2 separate regions of the Mus musculus genome follow, and region 1 is linked to region 2. Evidence: chromatin contacts called from public Hi-C data. All regions are on one chromosome and are shown on one strand. Each heading gives the region's core, a stretch centred on a gene start, on an enhancer-like site or on the middle of the called end of the contact. The rest is flanking DNA. Distances are from core to core; before and after follow the strand shown. Region 1 has its middle 48 kb from the start of Rmdn2. Region 2 has its middle 120 kb from the start of Qpct.

Evidence for each region. A called contact is a pair of places that touch in the nucleus more often than the background predicts.
Region 1: a Hi-C map of bone marrow-derived macrophages shows a contact between it and region 2, with 31 read pairs. The contact joins two enhancer-like sites. A contact is called at or near these places in 1 of 15 datasets of contacts at CTCF or cohesin (the NIH/3T3 cell line), 1 of 484 Hi-C or Micro-C datasets (bone marrow-derived macrophages), 4 of 115 datasets of contacts at active chromatin or transcription factors (embryonic basal ganglia, embryonic fibroblasts, embryonic stem cells and 1 more) and 1 of 9 other capture datasets (embryonic stem cells).

Annotation. Positions count from the first base shown.
Region 1 is chr17:79,563,576-79,570,031 of GRCm38.p6, reverse strand. No RefSeq gene overlaps it. Among named protein-coding and RNA genes, the nearest start is that of Rmdn2, 48 kb to the left of the region's middle. Within about 2 kb of position 1,406, at least 3 of the 459 cell types and tissues checked have an H3K27ac peak or open chromatin away from gene starts, as enhancers often do. A contact at or near this core is called in bone marrow-derived macrophages, where this site is marked.
Region 2 is chr17:79,169,894-79,176,566 of GRCm38.p6, reverse strand. No RefSeq gene overlaps it. Among named protein-coding and RNA genes, the nearest start is that of Qpct, 120 kb to the right of the region's middle. Within about 2 kb of position 1,271, at least 19 of the 459 cell types and tissues checked have an H3K27ac peak or open chromatin away from gene starts, as enhancers often do. A contact at or near this core is called in bone marrow-derived macrophages, where this site is marked.

The sequences.
Region 1 (6,456 bases), core at 157-2,656, 390 kb before region 2:
TCAGATTATATTCTGTTCTCCAATCAGATTTACACACAACTGACTCCAATACCTGGAGGAAGCAAAGAAGAAGAAGAAAAGGAGGAGGAGAAGGAAGAGGAGCAGAGAAGAAGAGGGGGAAGGAAAAGGAGGGGGAGGGGAGCAGGAGGAGTAGGAGGAGAAAGAGGAAGTGGGGAAAGAGGAAGAGGAGGAGGAAGAAAAAACATTTTTTCCTGAGTCCTTGAGTTTCATTATCAAAGCTTCCACCCCCCATATTTTATTAAATAGACATTTGGTGCTTCCTTTCTTTAAGCCTGTTTGCTGTTGGTACAGAAGTGTCAGCCATGACCCTTTATGATGAAGAAAGTCTCACACCTGTCTACCCTGTGATCACAAATCTCCATTGTCCATTTGATGGGACTTAGAATCACATGATACTAAAAGTCTGCCTGTGCCTACGAGGGAGCTTCTGGACTAGGTTAATTGAAGTGGGAAGACCGGCTCTAACTGAGGGCACCATCCTCCCATGGGCCTGGCTCTGAATGAATATGACGGAGAACAGGACATGAGGACCAATGTCCAGCTGTCTGTGTTTCCTGGCTGAAGATGCAATGTCACCAGCTGCCTCTGGCCCCTGCCTCTCTTCTCTGCCTTGATGAACTATTTTAGAGGATTCCCGGACTTATTCTTTTAATAACACAAGTAAGCAAACTTAGACCAAATCTGCAATATGGTTCACTTATCCAAGTACAAAGGTCAGAATTCATACTAACATGTAAAAAGCAAGTCTTCGTTGGAGGACCTGAGGTGAGCATGCCCTGGGATTTATGAGGTGGGTATTCTGAGTCCTGTTTTGTGATGTAACGTATGAGATGAGAATAACTGTGGAACCAGGTGAATAACTGGACCTACTCCCAGCCTTAGCTTAGCTACATCATCCTGGCATTGGCACCTGCCATCTTAGAGACTATCCATCTCTCAGATGGCTGAGAAGAAGGCTCCTGGCATAGTCTGGCATCTACCATCCTCCCAAGCAGACACCATATTACTCTAGAAGTTTTTGTTATGCTTGCTTTGGAAGTAAATTTTACCCATTGTTTAGTTAGCAAAACCACTTCCTAAGTATAATTGTTCAAGTCTTACAGATGTGAAGGCTGTGCCTAAGAGAAAATGTGTAGCTATTGAGCTGTTCCCTGAGTTTATTTTTATTTTAATTAATACTGCTTCCAAAGGTGGAGGTCTGCAACATTACATAATTACGAATGACTATATGACTATATGACTATACAGGTTGCTTAAGGATATAATACAAAATAAAACCATGACTAAGAATCTATATTTATTAATAAGTCCCAGATCATGAAATTGCTTTTCCCTTCCTAAACCCAGATATTCAATGACAAGTTGCTACTTCCTAATTTTAGTACTTGACAGTAGATGGCACTGCTGATTGTCAAAAGATACAAACATTTCCCTGTATATACCAATCTCTTCTTTTTTAGCCATTAAAAAAACCATCAGAACAAAACACACACACACACACACACACAAATGGTATAAAAGTAAATATTTTTATTCCAATGAGAGGTTAAAATTAAGCACATAATTGAGCTGGACATTTATGTGAGTTATGCATAGTTTATTTGAGATGCTAGGAGAAACCATAGTATGATCAGCGGCTCTCAATCTGTGGGTTGCAATCTCCTTGGCAAACCTTTATCTCCAAAAAATGTACATTATGATTTATAACAGTAACAAAATTACAGTTATGAAATACCAACAAAAAATTTTTTTTGGTTGAGTGTCACCACAATCTGAGGAGCTATAGAAGAGGGTCACAACATTGGGAAGGTTGAGAAGTGGGTACAAGTTCTCATTATCAAGAGTAAAAGTAAAATTTCATTACCAACACAAGCAATTTATTTCTGTACCATAACTTTAGGAAAAAAATGGATATTATCACAACTGAATTTAGTTGTCAAGAACAAACCAGAAAATAAAACGAAAGCACTCACCCATGGGCTCTGGAGTCTTCCAGATGGCATACAAGGATGCAGTGTGTAAAATAAGAACAAAACAAATACGTGACCTGAACTTTGGGTAAGTCACTCAGTGTTTCATGACAGGGGTCTCTCATCTGTAGACAGAACTGCTTATCTCTTGACCAATTTACATGACAATTGCAAGGATCAATTAATTGTAACATTGTAGCTTAAAATATTATATGTCATTGGTGGAACAGATCCTGTATTGGTTACTTTTCTAGTCACTGTGACAAAATGTCTGACAGAAGCAACTTAAGGAAGGAAAGACTTATTTCAGCGCATGATTTCAGTCCATCATGGCAGAGAATTATGGTGGACCCACTCACCGTACAGCTGGATGGAAAGTGCATCGCAGACCAGAACCAGAACCAGATATAATTGTAGGGTATAAGGTCTTAACCCATTTCCTCTTGAAAATTCTTAACAGAACTCCACCAATCCCTCAGCATAAAAGTCCTCTAATCCATGAGCACGAAAACCAACCAATCTCAGAGCACAAAAACGCGCTAATTCCCCTCATTGTGAAATCCCACCAATCCCTGGTCTTGCTCCGAGTACAGGACTTGAAACCTCACTAGTTCTCACTCTGCAAATCTCTACCCCGGGGAACTCCTCCCCGTCAAGCCCTATATAAACCTGACTCCTGCCCCATTCCCTGCTGCATCTATCTGCCCACAGCCCAGCAGAGGTAGCCACCTCGTGTCTTTCCCAATAAATCTCGTCTGTGAGGTTTGTTGTGTGGTGTGACTTGGTGGATATTTCTTGGCTCCAAGATGCCAGGGTACCTTCCTTCTCTGAGCTGTAATGTTTCCATCAGAGAAACCTTCCCTTTAGAACTATTACCTTCTCCTTCCTCTTAGAGCTATGACACCTTCATCAGAAAGCCCGCCCACCCCCCACCCCCTCCACCCCACTAGAGCTATAACATCTCCATAGAAGCTTTTGCTTTAGAGCCTTGTCACCTCTACCAGAAAAGCTTTTCCCCACAGAGCTGTAACACTTAAAATAACCTTCCAGGCTTGCCTCTAGTAAATGCCCGCTGCCAGCAAGGTCCAACAACCAACGTTTCCATAACGTCCCACAACAGCACCCACTAGCCAGGGGTGGAATCTTCTCTAGAGAATAGTTCATATTAAACCATAACAGACGCCACAAAGCATCTTAAAGCTCTCTGTGGGCTTTCAGGAAAGGCATAGCTAATGACTGTAGTTCTCCACTATTTCCTATTCAGAGTTAAGTCTTGTAATCTTTACCTCCCCCTTTCCCCCCCCACACACCCCAGCATCCCAGGGCCAGTCTTAGCTTCTCAGATCTCACCAGGTAGGACCTGTTACATGTTCCATTACTTGGTCAGGAGTTAAGGGACCTAGATTTCCTTGTTATTGAATGTTGCTTTGCCAGCTTTTTGCTTAGATCAGTGGTTCTCGACCTTCTTAATGCAATGATCCTTTAATACAGTTCCTCATACTATAGTGACCCCCAACTGTAAAATTATCTTTGTTGCTACTTCATAATTGTATTTTTTGCTGCTGTTATGAATTGTAACATAAATATATGCTATGCAGGATATGCAACCATGTGGAAGGGTCGTTTGATCCCCAAAGGGGTTGCAAATCACAGGTTGAAAACCACTGGCTTAGACAGATTGATTCTATCAGTATTTGCTTAGAAAGAACTCTACCTGGCTTCCTCAAAGGTCACCACAGTATAGCCCTGTATCCCAAGAGATGTTTCTTTAGGACCCTAACACATTTGTGATTAGAGTTGATTGGGTGGCTTGCAGAATAAACCTGGTTTTTGTAGTTTGATTTATTTTTGTTTTCTTTCTTACAGCTGCAGCTTAGCTTTCTCCCTGTAGGCTACAAAATGAAGAATACTCCATTTTAGTCTTTCTGGTATCAAAAGGTTGAGCCAAACTACTGACTAGCCCTTTTGCCATCTTGAAAGCTTTTCATACAGGGACAGGGAGGAAAGATTGAAGGGGGTGGGGGAGGGGGGAGGGGGAGGGAGAGGGGAAGGGGGAGGAGGATTTTGGCAGAGAGAGACTGGGCTGGGGGCCTGTAGGCCACGAGGCTTTGCACTCTGAAGCCTCCCCTGCCAAGACAGCAGCTGGGGTGCGGCCTCCTCCTCTTTCCCTCACTGCCCACTATGGGGAAGGCTGGCAAGGAGCTGGGCTCCAAGTAACAGTACGTTTAATAGGAAGCAAATGTTTCTCCACGGAGGAGGTGTTTCCTCCTCAGAGAAGTTACAAAGAGCCCTTTCAGAGAAAAGAAGGCAGGCAGAGTGTGTGGCCACCTTGCTCTCTGCCCTGTGTAGCCCTGTACGAAGCCAGGGCTCTCTTTCTCTCCTCAATCGGACAATGTCAGAGGTGGGCAGAGACATGCGAAGCTCTGTCCCTTTGTTTACACCATATAAGAACATTCTTGAAGTTCCGGGGGGGGGGGGGTCATTGTGAAACCATGCTTTCTTTCTGTGGCTCCTGGTACTCAACAGCTTGTGGGTTTACTTTGTAGCCTCTTGATGGATCTTTATCAGAATCTCTTCATTTTCTGGCCACCCTCCAACCCCACCCCCAGTTCTTATATGAGGCTACTGAGTCTCTGCCTCTTCTTTTCATATCAGAGTTTATTCTTATTAAACCCAAAGCTAAACCCTTGGTCTTATATTCTCCACTGACCAACCTGCCTTTCTCTCATTGCACTAAGAGACTCACCCCAATCGAAACAGTGACAAGTGCAATTTCCAAAGTGCACAGCCTCAGGAGACCCTCGTGGGGGTGAACACACTCAGCTGGATTGGGTCCTTGGGTGAAAGTGAAGAAACACCCTGACAGGATAAGCAGAAGGCCTTAATCTTGGATGTGCACAACTCAAGGAAAAGGGCCGAAGGTTCAGCAGTGCAGAATCAAGAAGAAAGCATGGTTGTACCAATTCAGGGCAAGAAGAGAGAAGAAGGGAGAAAGATGTCATTTGTATGTCGTTAACTGATTGTAATCTTCCTGTCTTCTTGTCCACTGCCTAGCTCCTCCCTCGGGTAGAAGCAACATGAGGTCAGGGCCTTTGTTTGTTTGTTTGTTTGTTTGTTTTCTCCCTAATTTCCTGGACTCCAGAACAGCAGCTACACAGAGGTAGCTCCGGATAAATATTTGCTGAATGAGTGTCAGACACTGCTGAAAGTACCAGCAATTGCAAAGATTAAGCATCCCAGATGTTAGCTATTTATCCTTGATGGAAATAGATATGTTTGGCTCCTCTTCTGGCTATTCTCACCCTCTCCTGACCTTTGTAGGATCTGGATGATATGCTTTCACAGTACGGAGCTAACAGGAAGAGCAGGGCCAGGTGCTCTGTTGCCAGAGAAGGGATGGCAACAGTGACAAACGAGAATGGAGGTTTCAGGAAGGGGACACATGGTACTCACAGATAATGGTTCACATCATGATCAAAGGAGATCTCAGAGAGGCTGATAGTACCATTATCTATGGCCAGCTTCCCTGAGGAGAAAGGGGAGAGTCCCAGGAGGATTTTTAGAACTACTCTATGCCTTCAGACTCTGAGACACCAAAGGAGACCCGTGTCCAGGTCAGAGAGAAGAGCTTAGTAGTTAGAGATCTGGGCACAAAAATCACAAAAGTCTTTGTTGTGTATCCTTAGCATTCCCAAGCCTTCTCTTGTTTCCAAGTCTAGTGGCTGCCTTTGAAATGGCACTTCCAGGGACTGAAGGTCCAGAGAGAGGGTGGGAGTGAGGTAGAACAGAGAAGGTATGAAAACACGCCAGGACGGATGGGTGGAGGTAGAAGATGACATTTCTGCACTTCCAAGGGAGGTGCTGAGCTGTCTTGTAACTCCTCCCTGGGCTCTGCTGCAAGCATTCAGTAATTCAACCTATTGCCTGTTTCTAACAGAATTCTTTGTGGGGGTGGTGGCAGTCGTGGAAATGGTTGGTTTCGCTGGAATTCCATAGCTCTCTGGATGAGCTATGTGTAGAAAAGCATGTACTAAGAGTTTAGGGCCAGTTGTGCTGGCCTTAATTGTCCTATGGCATGCATTGGGGTCACAAAGGTTAATGCTATGATAGGACACAGGCCTGCCAGCCAGCTGGGGCTGCCACTTACTTTCCATGCTCTTGTTAAGCCCCTCCCTCACTGTCAAGGCAAAACACCATGGAAAACAAACTTTAGAGCCCCTGTCCACTCCCCTCCCATCTCAGCTTTTAACCCCTAGTTCTTAGCCACAAGGGTTCCTGGGTCCAGCTGATCTCTACAGGGCTGGAGAGCTTCCATTACAGAATCTTAGGAAAGTGCATATTACACACTGTAGTATGTTGGTGGGCATGGGGAGGGGATGCAAGCTTTTGTCTTCTGATGAGAAAAACTGGACAACGAAGCAACTGGCTCAGTGGGCTGCAGAGGGGGAAGGGACAGAAAGAGTGG
Region 2 (6,673 bases), core at 22-2,521:
CCTCTCTGTGTATCACTTCTCAGAAGCCAGCCAGCATACCAGACCACCTGCCAGGATATGGTTAGCACATTTATATTGGCTGGTTTGTCAGCCAGGTACTATGGCTTATTCTAAGTCCAAGCTTCCAAACCATAGGAACATATAAACCACAGTCCTGGCGAAGACGGCAATAAGAGACTCTTCTTGATGTGCCGCGCTAGTGGCTCTGCACAGAGCGGTCGCTGGCAGTTCAGAGCAGAGTAATCCCTTCTGACCAGATATGTCTCTCCTCCAGCTGTTTTGGGTTTACCTTCTGTAGACAAGAAGAGAGTGGGTTCAAAAGTGCAGGTAGGTTATTTTAATATTTGTTAAAAAAGAAAAGAAAAACACTTGAGCCAAGGAAAAGACATATCAAAGTAACTCTAATAATCAAATTCTCTTCTTGAAAATTCTTAATTTCTCAACACTGAGTTGAAATAGCTTTTTTTTTCCTAGTTCATCAGTCATCAGATTGTATGTGACTAGGAAGAGTAACAGAAAAATATTGTTTTACTTTGCCTAAAAATAGAATTTTATAAGGTCTAGTATATGATATAGTGTTAGGTAGTAGATGTAAATTTTTTCTACAAACTGCTTTTTTTCAATGAGGCAATGTATATGAGAAAAAAAATGTATTGCCAGGCTTGATCCAGCAATAACAAGGTGGAGGCAGGAGGATCAATAGTTCTACTTCATTCTCAGCTACATAGAATATCCAAGGTCAGCCTGGGGTACAGGAGAACGTGTAGAATGATAAAGAGGGAGAAGAGAGAGAAAGGGAAGAGACAAAGAGGGGAGGGAAGGAAAGGAATTATTTCCAAACATGGGCTTCAACACTACATAGGACATAATTCAGGAAAGAAAGGAAATAAATTATGTTACATGTACAACATCCTGCCTTGTGCCTGGATACTAAATAAGGTACAAGGAAGTGAAATCCAAGCAGATCACATGATCTCTGGGAATTGAAGAGACAATGTACTATTTAGAGGAACTGAGGCAACTTCAACATTCAAGGCAAAGCACCAGAAAGAGAAGAGAAATTTATATTGGAAACAAACTCCAGAAATCCACATAGGGGTTCCCTGGAGTCGTTGGCAGAATTTCCACTTCTGCATCTGTGTGGTTAAGGAGCTGCGAACCAGGCAGAAAAGAGCTGTACATGAAAAAAAATGACCAAGATGCTGTGGGCTGAATAATTTCTGTGAGGCATGCAGATTCTAACCAGCAATGCTAAAGACACTGTACTGAACAAGCAGAGCATTCAGAAGGCACCCCAGAAGTATTAGGGCTAAGCTATGCCACAATGAGGCTACTGTGGCCCGCATCAAAACCAAGCCTCAAGGAAAACAAGTCAATCTACACATGACTTCACTGTTTGACAAAATTCAACTAGAAGAAAATTCCAAAAATTGACTTAACAATGGGATACTCCTTTGCTGTGTGTATCTTATCCAAAAAGAAAGTAATCAATTAAAGAAATCGGATAGTAAAAGAGGACCTAGAGCCAAGGGAAAGCCGGTCAACAGAAATATACACATAAACTATGAAGATGATGGTTCACAAGTACTTTGACAGTCATATTACACAAATCCAAGGACTTAAAGAAAACACAATCAGTAGAAATGGAGACATTGGAGACATCAAACAGACATAGCAACAACACGTAAGAGAACTTGAGTCTTTTCAAATTTTAATGAAAATGGAAAAAACTTACAGATCTAAAAACAACACTCACATGAAGTATAAGTATAAAGAAAATATTAGGGCACATCATAGGAAAATTGCTCAGATCTAGAAATGGAATGATTCGGGAGGGGCATGTACAATACAGAAGGACAAAGTAAAGAGTGACATCACAGCAGAGACACAGTGACATCCCAGCAGCGACACAGTGACATCACAGCAGAGACACAGTGACATCACAGCAGAGACACAGTGACATCACAGCAGAGACACAGTGACATCACAGCAGAGGCACAGTGACATCACAGCAGAGACACAGTGACATCACAGCAGAGACACAGTGGCATCACAGCAGAGACTCAGTGACATCACAGCAGAGACACAGTGACATCACAGCAGAGACACAGTGACATCACAGCAGAGACACAGTGGCATCACAGCAGAGACTCAGTGACATCACAGCAGAGACACAGTGACATCACAGCAGAGACACAGTGACATCACAGCAGAGACACAGTGGCATCACAGCAGAGACTCAGTGACATCACAGCAGAGACACAGTGACATCACAGCAGAGACACAGTGGCATCACAGCAGAGACTCAGTGACACTGACACAACAGCAGACACAGGTGACATCCTAAAGTGCTACAGGAAAGGAAAGAAAACATGAACATCCATATGCACCAAAACTTTTTAAAAATAGAAGCAGGGAGCATGGGGGAGGGAATAGGGAGTTTAACTAGGAAGGGGAATAACATTTGAAATGTAAATAAATAAAATAGGCAAGAAAAATAAAACAACTAAAAAAAATAAAATCTAAATAAAAAATTTTTAGACAAACAAAAGTTGAGAGAATCTACAATGATCAACCTTTACTGCAACAAAGGGAAGTTTTTCAGCCCTAAAGATCTACAATCTCATAGATCATCAGATCTACAGAAGTAATAAGGAAGTCCAAGAATGGTAAGGATGTGAACCTGTACAGAGGAGATTTCTTTAAAACATAGGCGTGGTGGCTGCAGAGATGGCTCAGCCGTTTAAGAGTGCATGTGGCTTTTTCTCAAAGTTTAGTTCCTAGAACACACAGCAGGTGTCTCATAACTGCCTTCTACTACAACTCCAATAGAACCAACTTTCTCTTTTGACCTCCACAGGCACCTACACTCACATGCACAGATACAGACAAACACACAAACACACACACACACACACACACACACATATGCATAATCTTAAAATATTTTTTAAAATATGTGTTTTAAGGCAAAAGTGGTAACAATGCATTATGATATTAACATTACAGTACCACAAAAGTTAAATGGAGAAGATGGAAGTAATTTTAATTTTCTTGTATTTTATATATAAAGTAGTAACATTATTTGATGATAAACTACAATGATGGGAGTGCAATAAATGCTATCACGACCACCAATAAAACGCCCTGTGAGCCACTGTCCTTAAGAAACACATCCCAACAGTCAGAAGGCAGAGGCAAGAAAATCTCTGTGGGTTTGATGCTAGCCTGTTCTACATAGTCAGCTCCAAGACAGTCAGGGCTACATATTGAGAGAGAGAGAGAAAGAAAGAAAAAGAGAGAGAGAGAGAGAGAGACAGACAGACAGACAGACAGACAGGCAGGGAGGGAGGGAGGGAGGTCAAACAAAGATCTAAACATTAACAATGAAAAGGTAGAAATATGTACTTCTCAAATGCCTGATCTACGAAAGCTATTGACTGTCTTGGCATGCAGGAAGGATAACAGAACAATACCTTAAGCGATGCAATGCCACATTTGATGCAGACCCTAAAATCAACAGAAACAGGAAGTGGACTGTCACCATCCTTTATAATAAATGGAGATCTGCTCCAGTCTGGTCTCACTGCTCTGTGGAGAACTCAATACCCCTCTACCCTGAAGACATCGTTCCTGTGCATTCGCCCCCTGTTATCCTAGACAAGTAACATTTGCATTCATCTTCACAAGACAGCCTGGATCCTTCCCAGGACTGGTAAAGTTAGGCTCACGAGTAAAATACATTTCTCTTGTTCTGGAACCTAGTCTCTTTTGGGGGCTACTGGGAAAAAATATTTTACTAAAAGATTATGGGTAAACAGTGACCTGGGCGGGAGATATATCTGAAACATGGGTTTCTTTCTTTCTCTCTCAGTAGAGAGTTGTGATATCCCTGTAAGAGGTGGCTCTAGACCAGGAACTAGCCCAAACAGACTCGGAAAAATAATTCCAGTGAAAACACATCAATCTTTTTGCATCGGCATGTTGATGGAGCAGGCTGAGCTCCAGAGGGGCCTACTCACTGGTAGGAATAAGTCCTTCCATGGCAGAAAATGGGCAAACTGCCTTTCCCCTGATCAAACTCCATCCAAAAAACACAACCACAAGGGACACAAACACACACACACACACACACACACACACACACACACACACACACACACACACACACACACATCTTTCTAGTTCCCTAGTCAGGAAAGGAGTGCACATGAAGAAGTAAGAGTGTGCCTGTGTTTACTTTACAGTGGGTGTTTATTTTCCAGTTTCCATAGGAAATAATTGAGCTAGTATTATCTTCCAAAAGTAAATACTTTTACACAAACCTCCCTGAAACTAATCCCCGGGCCAGGATTCCTGCTTCAGCCTCCTAGTGTGCTCATACTCACAAATTCTCACGTCTGTTGTGGTCCACAGCGTAAGAGTATTAACAGAGAGACATAGCCTGGCTTCTTCCTGCCCCCCTCCCTGCCCCCCTGTCCCCCCTGCCCCCTCTGCCCCCCACGATTTCCTGAAAGTTCGCTCGATGTATGTAATGCCCGGTGACATTCTGCCAGGTCCTACTGCTTGACAGGAGAGATAAAAATCAAATGGGAAGCCAGAAACAGGAGGAGATTTGACCTTCTCGGTTTCCCTTGACCCTGGTCACTCTATTTAAAGCTTAACTGGATCTTTTCTGGAAAGTACATTAAGTCGGGAGGGGGCTGTTTTGTGATGTATTTCGGGGGGCTGTGAGATTTGTGGTTCTGGGGATTTCAGTAGTATTTTCCCTAGTGGTGTTCATTGGGTTTTCTTCCTGGCCCCAATAAGATTTTCCTTCAGCAAAAACACCACCTTTTAACATCACCTCCCTACTCCTGGAAGTGCCAGATATTTCAAGTGTGAACGTAATAGTCACTATAAGTTTTTGGTTTTGTTTTTCAACACAAAGGCCTTTGCTTTCTAAGCACTATCCTTTCTGGCAATGTAGCAAGCTCCTGATATTTTTTTTGAGGGGACAGGTCTAGAAACTTCTCTCATCTCCAAATCTCCAACCCAGGGATGTTTATGTAGGCCTCTGACTTAGCGCCAAGAGGCCTGGACTTCCCTTGTCTGCCATCACTTTGACCACACTTTCACCTGGATAAATGCATAAAAAGAGAGAGAAAAAAAATGTGGCCAGCTACAGACTCATACTTGTAAAAGGATTAAATTATCCAAGGTAGGATGAAAGTGGACCTGCAAGGGATTCCACTTCCTGTTCTTCAAAGGAAGTTAATCATGTGCTCATTAAAGGTCAAGGAGGTAAAATCGTGAAGCCGGTTAGAGGAAAGTTAGCAAGAGTTGCTTCCATTAGGTAAAGCACACATTCTGATTTTTCTCAGTGAGTTTACTAGAGATGAATTCTGAAGCCATGATAAATCTACAGAATGATGCAAAGAAGCAGGGCTATTCATCAAGAATCGATTACCTATTTGCCACTGGTCACATTGCTAGCCCCACTTAAAGGTGAAGAGAGACTTGAGATAGTTGAGTTGCTTGGACTGGATCCCAACTGAGTAAATGACAGAACCAGGATATTTGGCCCTGCTCAGTTTAAAGGCCACGTGCTTTCCATATTGTTCAGACACCGGGTTTAGATTCTTACCACAGTGTCATGAACTACAGTTACAAGAAAATGAAACCACTGTTTACTATCTGTCATGGCTAGATTTTAAATCAAGCCTGAGGATATAAAACGCATGACCTATGAGTCTTAAATAAAATCCCACTTGAATTAAAACAAAACAGTGGAAAAATGCCTGAGTACTAATATTTGAAACATCCCCAGAATGTGAGCTTGCAGCTTGATTTTCTTGATGGAATGTCCCTGTGCAGAGATGGACGGAGGTCTGTGCTTATCAGAACGCCCAGTTTCTCTACAGTGGAATTCAGGATTCTAAAAGCCACCATGTACTCTCTCTTTCTAGTCACCAACCATAGTCTTTCTGATATAATTGTCCCTATACAGAGTTTATAAACCTTCTTCCCAACAGTTCGGCAGATCCAGCCTGGGATGAGTTTTTAAATGGAAAAACAAATGTGTTTCTATCTCTTCAGGATGAGTTGTGTAAGGCAAAGAGAACAACTTTGGCTGTGCCTTTCCTGGTCTCATGATGTTCTTACTGTGAACGCTTTCCCGAAGAGTCATTTGCCAAGGCCAAGCTCTGGGTAGGTACCTTTTGCTCTTCGGTACAATGACCAGCTCCTGTCTCATGCCAAGCACTAGCACTTAATCCACAACACACCTGGCACAGCCTCAGGCACAGTGCCTGGCATGCAATGGCCCGTCCATAAAAATTTGTCCAACTAATCAGTAAATAAAATCTGCCTAAAACAATGAAACAAATACATCTCTTCCTGACTCCTCACGCTAAGCCTGGCTTTTCTTTGTCCAGAGTCTCCTGCTACTACTGCCTGACACCTCCCAACCTAAGAGCCAAATGTAGTCTCAGTTTTCCATTTTTTACGTGACAGATGCATGGTATCTGTCTACCCCACAGGCCATAATAAGATCAAATTGGTGAAAAGGCCAGAAACTGACACACTATCATACTGTCACAGTAGATGCCCTTGAAAATGGGAGAGAGAGAATGTATCGGAATTCCATTCTTGCTCACAAGCCAATCACATGGGGAGCTTTAAAAAATTAACT